Regions from separate parts of the Mus musculus genome. Here region 1 is linked to region 2. The links are chromatin contacts, called in public Hi-C maps. All regions are on one chromosome and are shown on one strand. Each heading gives the region's core, a stretch centred on a gene start, on an enhancer-like site or on the middle of the called end of the contact. The rest is flanking DNA. Distances are from core to core; before and after follow the strand shown. Region 1 overlaps Zcchc7 (zinc finger, CCHC domain containing 7). Region 2 overlaps Zcchc7 (zinc finger, CCHC domain containing 7).

Region 1 (2,857 bases), core at 111-2,610, 97 kb after region 2:
GCAGCTCTTTGGTAACATAATAATGGTAAAGCCCTTATAGCCTAAACCTGATAAGAACAGAATTATTCTTGTATCTCTCAAGGTCTCAGAGTCTCTGTATAGTGGTGTGGCAGTACTCGTTACTTTTATTAAGTAATACCATCATACATTTGACTTTGTAGCTCTTTTAGCTTTTCCACTAATTTAAAGAATTTTTATGTGACTGTTATTGAATGATAAAAATTAGCTTCAAATGTAACAGAAGGTTAAAAGGTTTGTTGAGTATTTTTTTAGCTTTTCAGAAACAAATTATAAAAAGAATAGAGATCTTTAAAAATGAAAACAAAATAAATTCATCTTTATTAGAATATAATATATTCTATCTGTAAGAATAACAAATTCAATTTGAAGTTTTCTTTATATGGAAACCTGGTTGATTTTCTTTCAGAAAATGTTGAAGTAATCATTGTAATTCACAACTATCAGGTTTTAATTAACAGTGAGTTATTATGCAAGAATAACTACAACAATAGTATGCTTATAAATGTGTAAATACTTTTATCAATCCATCTAAAATATAATCATTTTCCAATTATTTAAATTGCCTTATCAGTATATGGACAATATTTGAATGCCTGTAATTAAGCAGTATTAAATATTGAGTGAAAGCACACTGCATGCTGATTTTAGCCATCTTCAGCCCTTTTACTAGGCGATGGACTGCCATCTATTGACTCAGAGTAGCCCTCACATGTGAACAGTGGCATCAGTCACAGCAGTGGCCACAGAAGGAAGGAAGTTTGAATTGCCTCTTATGTACTCATTTCAACCAGCCTGCTTAAGGCTGTAAAGGTCGAGAGATCATTGTGATACATTCACTTCTCCTCTGACCACAAAGTATCTATTTCTAACTCCAAAGGCACTGGACTTTGGGGTTACATTTCTTTTAGAACTTGTGTTTGGAACTGTTGACATTTGAGTGCTTTTCACTTGCTGTGCCTGATTCCCAACTGATAAGATCTGGAGGATCATTTCCAGAACAAGTACACTTTAAGCAGCTACAAAATCGGGTCTAGGAAGCCTCTCTCTTATAAACATGCAAGAAAGATGAAGATAAGTAACATAGACTTAGGAATTTTCAATTTTTCCTTACAATATTGTGAAATAAGATTTCAAAAGAGAAGTTTTCATTATTTTCGGTAATATCAATGGTAAAATGAGGTTTCTAATAGATTATATCTAAATAAAGAGCTTTTAAACAAACTTGACTTGAATGCATTAATAAAAGGCAAATCCATCATTTCAAAAGACACACAGTGATACTGAGACTCTAAAGCACACCCCCAGCACAGCATGTGGCTCTACTGCTTTTCTTTATCCATTTCGATGACTAATTTAAAAAAAAAAATGTACCTTTTGATGTCTTTGTTGATCTGGAGACATATGTGAGAGAATTTATTTAAAAATTACCTATACTTCCTTTTAAAAAAAAGAAAAAGCAAGCCTTTTGATATCTTTGCTGATCTGGAGACAAACATGAGGCGGGAAAATTAACAATTATGTAGTTTCCTCCAATAGCTAACACTTTTACTTCCTCAAAAAGTTAAAGTTTTTACATGTCTTAATCATATAACCCTATTCTTTACATTGTAACTTCTGCTTTCAGATTTTTAGCAAAGCCTTGTCTTTTTCTTCATTCACATAGTTCCTTGTAGATTATTTCCCTATGAAAAAAGAAAGTCCTTTCTCCATCTCTTCCTTTCTTATGTTATAGCAAAAACACTAGGCTAATATGGCACCCACAGAGTTATATAGCCCATAGTATTTTTCTCTGATAGAAACTATAATTTAACATGCATTAGACATTCTTATCGTGTTTACTTAAAAAGTAATCAGAAAATTGCAATTCAAAAGCTGTATATATTAAGAACCAAAAAGGTTAATGCATCTTTTATGTTTAATTTTGTGCTTGTTTTTTAATGTATTTAAAATGCATTACAACCTTACTACTTCTTAGTTTAACTAAAAATTTCAGAATATGGAAGAGGATATAATTTTTATATGAGGTTAAGTTTTGGAATGCTTAGAATTTATACTTCAAAAATGGAAATTTTTATTAACTAGGGAAGAGAAGAAAAATACATTTCCTTGTCTTCCTTTCTGGTCAGTGTTGACTAGCAGTCAAGAGTACAACCCTGAACCCGCTGAATGGCGGAGTCTTCCAGACTGCAGTTCAAGTGCTCCATTCGTTTTCCCGGTCCACATTCTCTCCTTACCTGGGAACATCAGCCTACAAGTATACTGCTGAGTTTTCACAGAATGATTTTTACAGCAAATCAGAATTTTATCATCTAAAAAATTCTATGCTTTTTGCCACAGAATGGTGCCCCAAATATCAGCAGACTAAAGCTAACTTCAGAACTACTGTTTGACAGTCCAGAAGAAGAGAACAGGAGATAGGTGCTAAAGCTACAGCCATTCAAATATCTTTTACCTTGGGATTGAGGTGTAAGGCAGGGTAAATATAACATCCCATGCTTTTCTTTAAAAAAAAAAAAAAAAGTTTTTTAAAGTCACCAACAATGGAGACATTTTTCTATTCACGTTTTTCAAAAAAAGAAACTTCCTTTTAATGTGTTCCGAGCATGTGTTTGGAGTCTTGGGTGGCTTTGTCAGCTCCCCAAGCAGACCTGCCAAACGTGCGAGCACCATCCACATGCTGCTCACCTGAGGAGTCCTCATCTTTCCTGTGTCTGTTTGCACGTGGGAGGGAGGGAAACAGCCCAGGCGTATATTTAAGAAAATAGCATTGATTGGGCATTATCATTAGAATTATATATTCCAAAATAGGGTGAGGCCTGCCTCATTTTCACTATTA
Region 2 (2,932 bases), core at 143-2,642:
CTATGAATTATCTACTAGAAACACTGCACATATTTTACTATAGTCCAAAATTTGAGAGGTAGTTTATAGTAGACTGGTATTATAGGATTGAAAGTAAATATTACCCAAATAACTTTGAAGTAAAAGTCTCTTAGGACTTGATAATATAATTAAAAACACTGACCAAGAAAGAAGTAAAAGAAGTTGCATTTTTTAAAATGACTTTTAAATGTTATCCACTACTGACAGTTAAAGGGAGGTTGGAAGAAGATTCAGTGTAGTAGATGAGTTGAGTTCAAATTACCTGTTTGATTTCAGTGAAGGAACTGTGAAGGTACCTCCAGAGGAAGAGTAGGATGCTGTATTAGAAACTATGATACAAATATATCTAGTATTTTTGGTTCTGGAATTAATCTCAAAAACCATATCATCTTCTAACATTGTCTTTGCCAAACCCTAAACTCTCTGCCTTTTGTTTATCTGGCTCACACTATCCAGTGCAGAAATAGGTTGTAGTGATTAATGAAAGAAGGAAGTATTAGTCATCATATTATAATGCAAGTTTATCTCTAGGTACAGCTACTTTTTAAGCTCTCTGATAACAATATTGTCTATTTAGTTTTCACAATAAGTCTTTTGCAAAGCGTTGTTCACATGAACAAATATTACTTAAGGTTCTATACCAGATAAATGGACATTTGAAATTAAAAAGGACCTAATTTAAAGAATCAGGCAAAATTCATTGAGATAGTGGTTTTGCGACTGTAAAACCACTGTATTAAATATATGTTCATTTAATTTTTATTATTGTTTTTATATCTAGCTTTTTGTTTTGTTTTGGCACTAGAAAAGGTAAATATGACATTTGGCTTTAGTAGGATGCGATTTAAAACTGAGAATTTAAAGATAACTTTCTTCTCCAGCAGGTTTTATACTTAAGTTCTCTTGTTGTTTTATATGAATGTTGATTAGAAGCTTTCTTGTTTCATATTATGGTTGTTATAACATTTCTTGAGAGCATTGAAAGAAGAATTTTTACCAGATACCTAGGATAGTCCTAAAACGGAATCTTTAATTATCTAAAACAATTTTAGGTCATTATTGGATAATTATTAAAAGGATTAATTATTATTTTATTGTTACACATTGGTGGCATATTAAGTATTTATATTTGATATTAGCAAACATTTGAGAGCCAATTTTAATATATCACACTACTTTAAATTTGTTGTGTTTAAGGAGGGAGTGGTCACCACGTTAGTATTTTACTCTATTTATAAGGAGGAAAAAGCAATCCAGAACAATCAAAGCCAGGCTGAAGCAACTTGTTAAACACTCTTGCATTAGACTGTCTCCCCCACTTCTGATGTGATACTTTGAAGGCAGCTGCTACAGATAAACTCTGGAGCCCCAGATGGTGGTTGCCTAATCCTCATGAGAATTCATGTCCTGGAGCAGCTCTTATCTCTCCAGACCTGACATTGTCTGCGAGCTTTCACTAAGGAGAGGATAATATAAACATGCTATGCATGAGCTTCACTTCTTGAATATGTCAGAGACACAGGAAGTTACAGCAAAGTATAACAAGAACAGAGCTCACATTATTGAAAGTATTATTTAAAGCACTCGATGGCGCTTGTGTTAAGTGGTATATAGTTGGCAGGAAATGCACAATGAAATCTTTTTTAAAATGCCACAGCCTCCAAAGCCTGAATTCAGAAATGTAAATTTGTCGATAAAGGTGCTATTCTCAGAATTCACTGTTAATATAATTTGCTTTAAACTAATAATTTCAGGCAAGCCATCCTTTTAATGAATATTGTGGCTTTTACTTCTTACTTGGTAACCCTTTTTGTTTGAGAAATCAACATACCTATTCAGTATTTAATAAGTTCATATTTAATGTTTTGTTTGAAAAATCCTAAGGATATGATTTGTAGGATCAGAGCCAGAGAGAGCATGATTGTCTTTCTGACATAGTAGCCACATGTTCTAAAATGGGAATACAGAGGCTGTCTGCTTCAGGCAGTATCACATTTAAACTGTGAGCAAGGGACATTGACACTAACTCTATGTAGATAAGGAAGGGGGTTCTTCACAGAATTTTCCACCAAATGGAAAGCTATAGATGTTTTCCATAATAAAGCTCAAGGTTATATCTTGAGCCTTTTGTCTCTTTCCTCAAAATACCATACCGTCTTCTACAGCCATATTGGACTTCCCACTAACTGTAGAATCAGTAGGGCCCATTCATGTTGTCATACATTGTCTCAGTGTGTTTCCTTGGCTTATCGTGCATGCTCTTCCTGAAAAAGGCAGCTTTCAACCCCAGAGACACAGCTTACGTATCAATTCTGCGAATCCTTTGTTGGTGTCATTTTGTTTTGTTTGTTTCTAGATTTACTTTTACTTATCACTTATCTTGCTTGTGTGTGCACATGCATATATGTGGGGCTACTTCACCATAGCACTCATGTGGCAGTCAGAGGACACCTATAGGAGTAGGTTCTGTCATTCTACCATGTAGGTTCCTGAGATCAAAATCAGTCTTTAACCTCCCGAGCTGCCCTTGAGACTCTTTTGTTTTTCCCTGCTTCTAGAACTTTATAGCTAGAATAATTTTTGCAAATTATAGGTTTGCCAGACATTATGGTACATGTGTTCTCTTAGCATTTGGGAGGTGAGAGAGTGTAAGTTCAAGGCCAGCCTTTGCTACTTAGTTCAAGAACAGGTTAAGCCGTATAACCAGACTCTTTCTCTACAATAAACAAAAGAGCTATAAGCTGTGTGAGTGGTTGGGTATAGCAGTAGTCTCTACATTCTGGAGGCAGAAGCAGAAGATTGCAGGTCTGTGCCCAGACCCTATTTCCAAAGCAAAGGAACCCAAGCTTGGGGTAGATGGGCTGAATGGTGGGGGAAAGAAGCGGTTCTAGAGACCCGTGTTCCACATAAT

What was found. Hi-C and Micro-C count contacts between places; a contact is called where the count stands out from the background.
Region 1: a contact with region 2 is called in a Hi-C map of pre-B cells, with 2.0 times the contacts expected there. The contact joins two enhancer-like sites. A contact is called at or near these places in 1 of 15 datasets of contacts at CTCF or cohesin (large pre-B cells), 5 of 484 Hi-C or Micro-C datasets (B cells, the C10 cell line, conventional dendritic cells and 2 more), 1 of 115 datasets of contacts at active chromatin or transcription factors (embryonic stem cells) and 3 of 9 other capture datasets (adipose tissue, liver and pancreatic islet).

The regions. Positions count from the first base shown.
Region 1 is chr4:44,909,536-44,912,392 of GRCm38.p6, forward strand. All of the region lies in intron 6 of Zcchc7 (zinc finger, CCHC domain containing 7), which reads left to right. Among named protein-coding and RNA genes, the nearest start is that of Gm12678, 33 kb to the right of the region's middle. Within about 2 kb of position 1,361, at least 18 of the 459 cell types and tissues checked have an H3K27ac peak or open chromatin away from gene starts, as enhancers often do. A contact at or near this core is called in pre-B cells, where this site is marked.
Region 2 is chr4:44,812,544-44,815,475 of GRCm38.p6, forward strand. All of the region lies in intron 2 of Zcchc7 (zinc finger, CCHC domain containing 7), which reads left to right. Among named protein-coding and RNA genes, the nearest start is that of Zcchc7, 57 kb to the left of the region's middle. Within about 2 kb of position 1,393, at least 25 of the 459 cell types and tissues checked have an H3K27ac peak or open chromatin away from gene starts, as enhancers often do. A contact at or near this core is called in pre-B cells, where this site is marked.